Linked DNA regions of Mus musculus: region 2 is linked to region 1. Evidence: chromatin contacts called from public Hi-C data. All regions are on one chromosome and are shown on one strand. The core of a region is the stretch at or near the end of the contact, and the rest is flanking DNA. Distances in the headings are between cores, read along the strand shown. Region 1 overlaps Gm35380 (a long non-coding RNA gene). Region 2 holds the start of Nkx3-2 (NK3 homeobox 2).

Region 1 (6,108 bases), core at 1,505-4,004:
GATAAGCTCCTTATAGCATATACAACCCAAGAAAATGAATGGCACATACCACCTGTCCTGGAATCCCTGCCCACACCCCACACTGCTTGTCCAGATGACCTCTACTCTAAGTTCAGCCCACTCCACCTCTTCCAACTAATGTGAGGCCACCTGACCTCAGCTCTGTGCTGCCTCTGGGGTTGGGGTTGGGCCAAATATTCCACAGAAGTGCAGAGATCTTGCTTAGAGAATAAGTGTGGCTGTGGGTGGTGGATGGGTGTGAAGACATAACAGGATACTGTTGGGAGCTTTGTAAGATGCCAGTCCACTCGGTATTTACTGTTCTGTCCTCATCAGTATCCCAGATGCCATCCCAGTTGCCTTATCTTGCCCTCAATCCTTAGTGTTGATATATATTCCCCCAGAGATGTCTCGTTTCCATGGGTAAAAGACCCTCAGGTCAGCAGCCGATCGAACTATGGGGTTGGGAGGGAAGATTCTATCATATGTTAATTTGATGGATCAGAGAAAGATTTCTGGGAAGGGAAGAGGCTATCAGAATCTCAGATTTTTTTGGCAAAGTTAACAGAAGAAAGTATCATTGCCTGTGGAAAAATATGGTGACTATCAAGCCCATTCTATTTTACCTTCAGTTTTTAGAATCTTTCAAAAACACATCCAGCAAAATGGCAGGAAATATAAATATGCTGGAAGAAACAATAGTAATTTCTCCAGCTTGGTGTGAGGATGGCGTTACTCATATTTTTTGTCTAAAATGTATTTGAAGTTTTCTTTAAAAATGATTGTACTTCTCCTGTTTGTCACCTTTCCCCCCTTCCATTTGCTGTGACTTTATTGTGTCTTTTTTTTGTAAGCATGACTATTTGATATATCATAATTCCATACCCTTTCTGATATTTTCCCACAGAGCTGGTTTCCTGAGCTCTGGTAAATGGTTCAGTGTCCACTGTCAACACTGGTGAGCCCATCTCTGTGCCTGCTATGCTAATAGTTTCAGACAGCTGGTCACACTCACCTGCCTCAGGCCTTTCTGTCTGCTGTGGTTTCTGGCTCCTGCCTATGCACCCCCTATGGGTTGCTCTTATTGTCTCTCTTCTCATCCTTGAGGTAGTATCTATTTCTTCAGTTTTTCATTTTGGCTTCAGCCATTCTCACTGTATCTATTAACCAAGGTTCCTTAGATAGCAAAGCATGGCTGGAGGAATAAAGAAAGACACTTAGGGAAACTGGGCACATGTAATAATGGAGACAGAGGAGTCCCATATTATATTTTTTCCCCCTAAAGCTGAAGAGTCAGGCAAGTGAGTTGTGAAATGCAGTGCAGAGCTGAGGGCCAGAGCAGTTGACAGTGTAAGCCATACAGCCCCAAGGTCCAAAAATCCAGGGACTCTATCTGTGGGCAGGAGCAGATGGATATCCCAGCAGAGAGAGAGAGAGAGAGAGAGAGAGAGAGAGAGAGAGAGAGAGAGAGAGAGAGAGAGAGGGAGAGGAGAGAGAGAGGGGAGAGAGAGAGAGAGAGGAGAGAGAGGAGAGAGAGGAGAGAGAGAGAGAGAGAGAGAAGAATCTGCTCATCTTCAAGCCACAGATGACCATCCCCATTGGTGAGGATCTCTTCTAGAAACATCCTTTTCAGAAACATTCAGAAGTGAGGTTCTGGCTGTGTCTTAGCCTATTCATGTTACTCCATCACACAGAAGGCATTGCTAATCCCCCAAATCTGTATTAGTCAGGCTCCCATTCTACCAACATATATTAAGAGCTCTTTGCAAGTTCACTGAAGTGTCTTGCTGGTGAGCCCCAGGGAGCTGACTGTCTCTGCTTCTCCAACACTGTGATTACACACAGGTGACACACACCTGACTTTTTAAAGATGTGAGTTTTGGGGAGAAAAACCTAAGGTCCTTGGACTTGTAAGGCAAACACTCTACCCATGAACAGTCTCCCCAACCTCTGTCTACAGTGCTTTCAGTTTGTCTATTGTTTTCCTCCCAACTCTTTCTCGTTTGTCTTCTGCATATGCTTTTCCAAACAGCTCTCCATGGCTCTCCAGGCCTTAGGGTGTCCTAACTACAAACATGTTCATATTATGCCCTAGGTAAAACCTGTGATGGTTCCCATTGCATGAGGCATCACCATGATACCCAGCCACCCTCTTCCCCTTGCCCATGCTTGCTTTGGTATTTTTCTGCCTCTCTGGGACTTACGACTTAAGTTTCATAACTGGATCACTTGAAGTGTAACATCTCATGCTTTTCCTGTCTGTAACACTTCATCTTACTTTCTTACCTATGTCCATTTTTTTTTTCTTTAACCCTAACCTCAAACCTCACTCATTGTGGAAAGCATTGCTCGGGTCCTTCAGGACCCAAGCAGTCAGTACATGTATTTTCACCTACACAAGTCCCAATATTTATCTGTTCACATATCTGTTTGCCTTAGGAACTCAAGTAAATGTTGACTAAATGAATAAAAACACAATTCATATGGCTTACCATTCTCTTTAGTTGTTATCCATTCCTATTCAAAATATCTTATATAGTTCCTTATTAGAAAGCCAGGGGAGAAATGTGATTGCAGGGTTCTCCAAATTGGACAAAGGACTGGAATTTCACCTTTGACCTCTCATCCCTGGCACCAACTTTAAGACCACAGCAAAGCTCCCAGAATTTCAAGGCACTGGACATACTCTCTGCCCAACAGATTAATTTTAGAGTCATTGAAATTCCGCCAAGTGTGGGGGGAATGATTTAGAAGCCAGGCTGACAGCCAGCAAAGGAGGAAATTGCTCTCTGTCTATTTCAAGATGAGAGAGCTGTAACCACGGTACTTCCCCCTGTGATGCTGTTCAAAAAAACATCAATTTAATACGTTTATGAAATCTAATCTTCTAACCATAAGTGTTTCAGGGCTGGCTTTGATGTTTAGGGAAAGGAGCCTGATGCCAGGGAGCTCTGTCGATTTGGCGAGGGTGTTGCCTTGCACATAAGGAGAGCATTGGAATCCCTGACACTCTGAAGAGTCATCTTTGTGTAATAAATTGATGAATATTTAGTCACTGCTTACTGTGTTCAAAACACATGTGCTTCAGAAGTAAACACAAAATTTCAGTTAAGAGTGGGGTGCTTAGGTCCTACCTATCAGAACCACTTGATGTGTAACTTCTCATGCTTTTTCTGTCTGTAACACTTCCCCTTATTTTCTTACCTATGTCCATTTTTTTCCCTTTAAACCTAACCTCAAACCCCATCCATTGTAGAAAGCATTGCTCAGGTTCTTTAGGACTCTAGCAGTCAGTCGTGGCACATTTCCTTGTTTCTTTTTCATTTGAGAAATAGGGTTGTTCTATTTACCCTATAGGAAGAACAAAAATATTAATCAACCAGATCCCCCCAGAGTTCCCAGGAACTAAGCCATCAACCAAGGAGTATACATGGCTCCAGCTGCATATATAGCAAAGGATGGCCTTGTCAGGCATCAATGGGAGGAGAGATCCTTGGACCTATGAAGGCTTGATAGATGCCCTAATGTAGCGCAATTGAGGACGGGGAGGTGTGAGTGTGTGGGTGGGTGGAGGAACACCCTCATAGAAGCAGGAGGAGGGAGGATGGGATAGGGGGTCTCCGGGAAGGGGGAAAACTGAGAAAGGGGATAACATTTGAAATGTAAATAAAGAAAATATCCAATTAAAAAAAAAAAGAAACGTGAGAGAAACAGTCAGAAAGAACATGCCTTGCGTAGTTCTCAGCACCTAGATGTCTTCTCAAGGGGGCTGCCTAGAGTATTTGGTCCTGTGTAAATACAACTTGAGTTGTATCTTACAATAAGAACAATATTCAGTTATGGAGACTGCAAAGTCCACTGGAAATGGACTTATCTCAAAAAATAGAACTACCATCTGATTCAATAATCATACTATTGAGTATATATAGACAAGAAATGTTACCACAGTTAAAAAGATGTTTCCCTTCTATGTTCTTTGCAGCACTGCTCATATTGGCCATGAAATGGGAACCTTTGGCTCCATCAGCAGATGAATGGATAAAGACACTTTGGCACATCTATCTATACAGTGGAATACGACACAGTAAAAGAGATGAAATCATATTGCCTGGAACAGAATGGATGTGACGAATGTCATAATGGTGGGAAATAGTCCAGTTTCTTCTTTGCCTTTCTAGACAGAACTTTTTGACTTCACTCACTTGGAAAATTTTTTTAAAAGTTGGTTTCATAGAAGTTGAGAATAGACTAGTGGATACTAGTGGCTGAGGAGATTAGAGAGAAGGGGAGAAGAAGGGAGAGGAGAGGAGTGAAGTTTGCTCTTGGATGCTAAGTTATAGTTAGGGGAAAGATGTTCTAGTGTGCTACATAGCACAGCGGGGTGGCTATAGGTAACCATATATAGTTCAAAAAACTACAAGAAAAGTGATTTAATCTTTTATCACAGAGAAAAGTCAGATATGAGCAGTGTCTTAGAATAATGTACCAGAACATCATTTGCATTGATTTTGTGTCAATTAAAATTTTCTTAAACGTATTTGGCTGCTATAATAGACTTTTTAGAGAAAAATAAAGCATCGGTTAATAGTGTTTGCTATATCCACAGTGCATGCTTTGTTTCCTCTTAAGGCTGGCTTGGCACTGCCAATGTGATGTCCTTGTGTGTGGAATTGGGCAGAATGCAGAGACCAGTGTGTTGTATATGCCAAAGTGTGACGATGAAGCTGACAGTATGAAGTATCTCCTGTGCTCAGACAAAAGAGATGCATATAATACTGACCCAACAGCATGGAGTGTGTTTTCTCTTGGAAACTACTTAGGAAGTGATGGGTGTTTACTACCATTTTAATTGTATGAGTGTGCAACCAAAGCAGTGGGAAGAGGAAGTCTGGAACATTTTTCTACAAAATCCTCATGTAGTGAAGTAAAAATGAAGATGGTTTGAAGTATGTGATGCACACTTGTGTAAGCGCTCTTATAGAACATGCCCAACATGCAGTGAATATATATAGTGGAAATTAAAGAGAAACTGAAAAAAATCATGCATGCCATTTGTCTCATGTGACAATAAGCTAGCAAATGCCAGTTCATGCCAATGCTCTGGCAAGCCATCAGGGCTTCAGATTCCTGCTCTGGCTTCCCGTGTATGACTCCATCCTCTGTAGTGCCTCAAAACTGCAATCCAGATCTTCTCTCGATGCCTTCATATTCACATCCCAAGCAGGACTGGGATAAAGAAGAGACTGTCATGCTTACTTGGCCATGATACTGTATTGTCTTCCTCTGGATGACTCAATAACGAGCCTTCAAGAAACAACAGAGGCTATAAACAGTGGCTGCAAACAGTACATGTTTATTAACCCACAGTTCTAGAGAGCTACAGCCCAAACTCATTCTCCCTGGACTAATGTTGCAGGGTTGTGCTCTTTAGTGGAGATGCATTGAGGCAGACGGCAACCACTTGTCCTCACCAGGCAGAGGTTACCTGTATTCTTGGCCTGGAAACTCTTGCAACTTCATAGGCTGCAGAAGCTGGCCCCTTGCATGTGGCATTATTGTATCCCTGCATTGTTATGGTCTCTTTCTTCAAAGGATCCTTGTGATAATACTGAGGCTACCATACTGAGGTAACCACACTGAAGAAATATAATCTAATCTCCCCTTCTCTAAACCACTACTAGTTTTCCTCTGCAAATTCTCTTTGACAAGGAAGGGGACATATCCATGACATCCATGGATGTGAACCATTGTGTGGTTCTTGACTGGAGCTGGTCCTGCAAGGCCATCCTTGGTTACATAGAAGTCTGGGCAATCAAGGTTTTGCATTTGGAACTGTCTTATTTAGAGTTTCCTTTGCTGTGAAGAGACACCATGACCAAGGCAGCTCTTATAACGGAAAACATTTAATCCAGGGTGGCTTACAGTTCACAGGTTCAGTCCATTATCATCATGGTGGGAAGCATGGCACCTAGGCAGGCAGACATGGTGGTGGAGAAGTATCTGAGAGTTCTATATCCTGATCTGAAGGGAGTCAGGAGGAAAGTGTGTCACTGGACATATCTTGAGAATAGGAGTCCTCAAACCCTATGACACACTTCCTTTAACAAG
Region 2 (6,108 bases), core at 1,521-4,020, 150 kb before region 1:
GACAGATCTTGTCGCAAAACAGAACCCCTAACTCGTTCGACTCCTGCTCAGTCCAGGCCGGAGAGCAGCGCCTGCGCCAGGCCAAGAGCCACAGTTGTCAGCAGTCACGGGTTTTCCGAAGTTGGATGCTTAGCCTAGAGGCTATCACCCACGTTGTCCTCGAAGGGGGTTGGGGGGGTATGCCTATGCTAGCCGAGCAGTTCCAGACCTCCTCTGACCTCTTGAGCTGACCTTGACTCAGGATGTACTCTAGGTACTTCAGTGCATCCGGCCATAGCCCCCAACGCCTTTTCATCTCTTCTCACTTCTTACTCTTTCAGGGGCTTCCTCTCTCCGTAGCTCAGAACCGAGTGTTTATCTTCTTCCAAACACATCTCCTTCTGGCCCTGCCTGCACCGGTCACTCACTAGACCTAACGATCTGCTAACCTCTGGCAAACTCCGTCGCCCCGCGCCTCCTGGAGAGGCGGATTGAAACCATTTCGTTATTCTCATGCAAAAACCAGCAATGCCAACAACTTTTAAAATGACCGAACAAGTGGTTTTCCGAGCTTCAAAAATGTCTGCCACTTACCTCTTGTCAACTTGTGATTTGAGATAAAAAAGACAACAAAACAAAACAAAACCGGTTATTTCTGCCAAATAAGTAGTAATCATTACTTCAAATAAGCATATGGATACCCAAACCTAACCCTAGCGCTCAGGTATTACACTCTTGGATATTCTTGTCCATCAGCATGTCCAGAGCTCACTGGTTCTTGTCCCCACCGAGAGAGCCCCATGTCCACAGGCCATCACACACATGCTCTGCACCTGAGTAACCTCATTTTTCTATCAAGCTTTGTCCCTCGTCCTCCACTAGCCCCTAAGTCAAGATAGCTATACACATTCTCAACACCCAGCATGGGATGCAGAGAAGAGAAAATCGATTTTAATAAAAGCATGAAAATGTTGAAGGGGGAGTGGAGAGCCTCATTTTGAAACCTCTTAAGCATTTCATTGGATCCTTGTCCTAGCCAGAAGTTAGTCCCTTGGCTGTTATAGTTGCCAGCTACTAACAACGAATTTAAATCTTTCCCTCAAAACTTACACAATTGTGAAGAACTATGAAGAGTTGTAGCCCCTTCAAGAGAGGCCCATCCCTTACCCCAAGGGACCCTGCAGCATCTTCATAGGGCAGGAAAACAGGCAACTGCAAGCCACGAAGTCTACAAGTTTCTAACCTTCCTCCCGAGGCGAGGCGGACGACTTTGACTGGGTAACGATTTCTCCCCCGCAGTGCGGATCAGCTCTGGGAAGCAGCTGCAGGAGGCCTTCCCTATTTTAATGACACCAATGAAGTGGCCTCCTCAGCTTCTGAAATTAACATCACAACTATTTAAATGTGTTCAGAGGTTCAAGCTTGTGTATTGGACCAAGCCTCGGGTCACATTTGTGGAGCAGTCAGTAAGATTTGTCACTTGAACAAACTTGTCATTAAAAAGATGTTTAGTAAATAGGCAACATATGTTTTGACATAACCACAATGTTTATATTTTGTATTTACTTCCTTCTAGTGAGTAAAATAACTTGGTTCTTATTTTTAAGGGCATTAAATCTCAGTTCTGGATCTCACTATTGTGTAACTCCCAGCTAGTCTCTTTCAAACTTATCTACTCCTTCTCAACTCACAAGAAACAGAATATTTAAAGAACAAATTAAAAGCATTTTTATGTTTTCTTCTTGATGTAAAACAAATTGAACAAATCCAATTAAATTCAGAGTTGATTGCCCAAGGAGACGAATACCCAGCTCCAAAAATTCTCTACCCAAATGCTTTCCAATTCCTCGCCCCACTTGGTGCTTAACTAATATTTTTCAACCTAGCTTTTTAAGTCGTCTACAGAAATCCAATCCAATCAAACGTAAAATGATAGGAGTACTTAGTAGAGTGATTTTAATTATCAGATTACTTCAGTAAAGAGCATTAGCAGAGAAACAGCTGAGAAACTTTAAGAGTGGAAGGAAAAAAAAAGATGAATTTTGTTCTTCGACTCTGGGCTCCTTCCTAGAGAACAGAAACTATACGTCACATCTGGAGATGCTTTCTGTTGAGTTTTCGCCGAAATTTTGAGCTGGGGTTCATACTGGTGTTCCAGAAAAGCGCTAGAGTCGATGGTTATCGGAACTGAAATCAGAAACAAAGTTTCGGGATGATGGTTCTCCTCGATGCTGAAGGATGCTACTGAGAACCAGGTTTAGGAGGGAAGGGGTTAAATCAGACCCTGTCTTTTGCTACTCAACTGGTGGACTAGAGTCTCTTAAAGTCAACGGCCTCCAGTTGGAACCAGCCAATCCACTGCCGGGAGAGCCCAGGACAGCTAGTGAAGGGGCGTGGCCCGATGCTGTCACTCAGCGGTGAGGAATGACACTCTGATGGGAGGGGGGGGGGGGTACAGTGGAACGCAGAAGCAAAGAGAAGAAACAGATAAAACCCCGGCAGAGGGTAAAAGGTGTCCCCGCTCTTCTCCGATTTTAGGGGCCTCAGCTGTCACTGCGGGCGCCAGAGGAGTAGGCTCCGGAAAAGCCAGCCCAGAGGGGAAGAGGGAGGACCCGCCAGGAGCGAAGCCCTACAGGCCGGGAAGACAGAGGCGCACAGAAAAAGTGACTTTGGGCGGTGCGCCTCGGCGGCGCTCCGGAGGCGACTGCAGACGCGGAGAGGACCCTTGACAATTCTCGCCGGCCTCTCCCCAGAGGACAGACCCGGGCCGGTCCCCAGAGGGCCACGGGCGAAGAGATAATCGGCCGGGCTGTAGGAGAAGAGCATCTGGCGCTGGATTCCAGGGGAGGGGGTCCTGGCGAGGTGGGCCTGTGAGGTGGGGTGAGGGTCGGCGCGGATCCTGGAACTGAGGGGGGCGGGGGCTGCTGTGCTGCGCAGGAGTGGGTTGCGGGGGCCTGGCGCGCCCCTCTCACTCGCGCTGAGGTCGCCCAGAGCTCCGTGTCAGGCTCGAAGCTGTCCCCGCGCCCCAGTTGCCCTCCTGGCTGCCGGCTCCGATCTGCGGCGCAGATGGCTGTGCGCGGCAGCGGCACCTTGACGCCCTTCTCCATCCAGGCGATCCTCAACAAGAAAGAGGAGCGCGGCGGGTTGGCTACGCCGGAGGGGCGCCCGGCACCAGGGGGCACAGAGGTGGCGGTGACCGCGGCGCCCGCCGTCTGCTGCTGGCGGATCTTCGGGGAGACCGAGGCCGGTGCGCTGGGGGGCGCCGAGGACTCTCTTCTGGCATCTCCCGCCCGAACCAGAACAGCCGTGGGGCAGAGCGCAGAGAGTCCGGGAGGTTGGGACTCAGACTCAGCCCTGAGCGAAGAGAACGAGGGCAGGAGGCGCTGCGCCGATGTCCCGGGAGCCAGTGGAACCGGCCGCGCCAGGGTGACCCTGGGCCTGGACCAGCCAGGCTGCGAGCTGCACGCCGCCAAGGACCTGGAGGAGGAAGCCCCGGTCCGCAGCGACAGCGAGATGTCAGCCAGCGTTTCAGGTCTGCTGCTGCGGGGGGTTCTCCAGGAAGGGGGCTGGGCTGAAGGGGGTGGGTTAAGAGGTCAAGCACTCTGAGGCGGGGTGGGCCTACTGTGGGAACACGACGCCCTGCCGGGCTTAGTGCTAGCGAAGTCTCCAAGTTCTTCGCGTTGGCGCGCGCTGCCCCAAACCTGAAGCAAGTGAGCTTCTTAGAGCCGGGTGTCCTGGTACTATGTGGCCTGCGCTCTGCACCAAGAACTTTGAGTTCATCTGCAGTGCCTCAGCTGTGCCCATTTAAAATCTCTAGATTTAGGAAAGGGGGACCAAAAATCTATGAGGTAGATCCCTGACACAGCCATGCCAACGACTGCAGATCCTGTCACAGCGTAGGAGTGGGGAGCCTTGGGAAAGGGCGCGTTTAACTTCCCTTACCCCAGGACTGGCAAAACAGCCTTTGGCTGAGTACCTAGGGAGCTAGAAACAAAAGTAGCAGTTACCTGAAGGCGGGAGATGGTGGGGAAGTGTGGTTGAGGTGGTCTGGGAGGCGCTGGATCGTCAAGACTCTGTATCCACTCACGGGTATATTTCTTAGTCTGAAAGGCCGGCTGCTGGCTTCTATTGGGTACAGTCTGCTGTAGGCCTCGCATAGGCTTCGAGCCGGCCAGAGCGCTGACTTCTTTTGCAGGCGGTGCTGCAGGAAGCACAGAAAAGGCTGGGAAACGGGGTTCAGATCAGGGTCTTCACTGTCTGCACCCGGCTTCCCTTTATTTTCATGCAAAGAACAGGGAGGCAAGTGTACTGGGGCCTCGCGTTGTTCCCTGTTGCCGTATCCTGACAGTTCTGGGTTCTTAGGACGGAAGACTCTCTATACCTCTGACCTCAAGATCTGCACCCTTCCCCACCACCACCTTCCTCTTTCCTGTAGTCAACGGATGTGTGGGTGTGGGTGTGCAAAGGTGTGCTGTACAACTCGAAACAGAAATTCAGTGTAGAAAGCCACGATTCAGGGCTAAGTACAGAACAAAACTTGTGGATATGTTCAGGCCAAGTATCCTACATTCCTGCAGGAAATCTGGGGCCTGGAAAACTCGGGAAGAGCTGTTCCCCTACTGCTCTAGCAAGCAGCAGAAAAGATACATTATGTGAGAAGCGTGGAGGACAGAGTTCTGAAACAGAACCCTCTGGAACTTCTCCTCCCCTTTCAGTAGGCTCAAAGTGGGTTCCCTTGCCAATCTTCCGCAAGAAACCACAGCAACCGAGACCCATCTTCCCCTCTGCGAGTCTGACAGGTTCTTTGCTTTTTGTTCCTACCGGAATCCGCAGGCGACCACAGCCCGAGAGGCGAGGATGACAGCGTTAGCCCTGGAGGTGCACGCGTGCCTGGGTTGCGCGGCGCCGCGGGCAGCGGGGCTAGCGGCGGGCAGGCGGGCGGCGTGGAGGAGGAGGAAGAGCCCGCAGCCCCTAAACCGCGAAAGAAGCGCTCCCGGGCCGCCTTCTCGCACGCCCAGGTCTTCGAGCTGGAGCGCCGCTTTAACCATCAGCGCTACCTGTCCGGGCCGGAGCGCGCAGACCTGGCAGCTTCGCTGAAGCTCACAGAGACGCAAGTGAAGATCTGGTTTCAGAACCGTCGCTACAAGACCAAACGCCGGCAGATGGCCGCCGACCTGCTCGCCTCTGCACCCGCCGCCAAGAAAGTGGCCGTAAAGGTGCTGGTGCGTGACGACCAAAGACAGTATTTGCCCGGAGAGGTGCTGAGGCCACCTTCCCTTCTGCCACTGCAGCCCTCCTACTACTACCCTTACTACTGTCTCCCGGGCTGGGCGCTGTCCACGTGCGCGGCCGCTGCTGGTACCCAGTGAAGCCCTTGGGACGAGGCAAAGAAGGATTCCTGCGTCCCCCGTATGCACCGCCACGGACAGGTGTACTCTGTGCAGGCGAGTTCTGCTCAACTGGGGATGAGGCAGGTGGGGAATGAAATCCTGCTGGGACTTGACACACCTATCCAGGGTGACAGGGCCCTGGAACTGAGTCTGCCCTCAGAGGGCGCCTTATTGTCATTTGAACAGCTGCGCCCTATGACCCCAGGAGCTCTGCACACCGGGCCACCGATCCTCAAGCCTCGGGACGCTATTTATTATTCACAACAACGTTGGATTTGGATTCTGTCTGCCAGGGGTTGGTGTTTGCCCAGAGTAGAGAGGACTCCTGGAGACCCCCGGTAGCCTGAATCCTCGGAATCTCGGGTCGGCCAGGCGCTTCTGGCGCTAGGCCACACTAGTTCATGGTATCCATGCTACCGATCTGTATCTACGTATCTTTAATGTTTGAAAATTACATTTGTGACAAAGGAGTGCAGAATCCTTTCAGCCCCAGGCCAGGAGTTGAATTGAACCTCCAAGGGTTTGATTTGGGGGAACCTTCACTCCACCCCTTGCGGGGCGCCCTCCTGGACGCTGAATGTAAGAATGGGAGCCTTTCAGTGCGGGGCAGGCCAGGGATTCCCTACACTTTACCTTTCTGTAAATTCAGTGCCATACCCAAAGGGAAAATGCCTGGGAGACCCACAAAGACGGTCCACCGCCATCATTAAAGCCCCTTTCGGAATCCCACCTTTCTTCC

What was found. Hi-C and Micro-C count contacts between places; a contact is called where the count stands out from the background.
Region 2: a contact with region 1 is called in a Hi-C map of cortical neurons, with 2.2 times the contacts expected there. The contact joins the promoter of Nkx3-2 here to the enhancer-like site in region 1. A contact is called at or near these places in 2 of 39 promoter capture datasets (embryonic stem cells and liver), 5 of 484 Hi-C or Micro-C datasets (the G1E-ER4 cell line, the HL-1 cell line, cortical neurons and 2 more), 1 of 115 datasets of contacts at active chromatin or transcription factors (stem cell-derived neural progenitor cells) and 1 of 9 other capture datasets (liver).

The regions. Positions count from the first base shown.
Region 1 is chr5:41,607,522-41,613,629 of GRCm38.p6, reverse strand. It overlaps Gm35380 (a long non-coding RNA gene), which reads left to right. Exons shown (of 3, transcript XR_868389.3): 2 at 3,983-4,142. Among named protein-coding and RNA genes, the nearest start is that of Gm35380, 7.4 kb to the left of the region's middle. Within about 2 kb of position 2,754, at least 7 of the 459 cell types and tissues checked have an H3K27ac peak or open chromatin away from gene starts, as enhancers often do. A contact at or near this core is called in cortical neurons, where this site is marked.
Region 2 is chr5:41,760,882-41,766,989 of GRCm38.p6, reverse strand. Nkx3-2 (NK3 homeobox 2) reads left to right here and starts at 2,770. Exons shown (of 2, transcript NM_007524.3): 1 at 2,770-3,511; 2 at 4,813-5,507. The coding sequence starts at 3,046. The coding sequence ends at 5,348. Gm46910 (a long non-coding RNA gene) reads right to left here and starts at 4,355. Exons shown (of 2, transcript XR_001784850.2): 1 at 3,987-4,355; 2 at 1,905-2,166.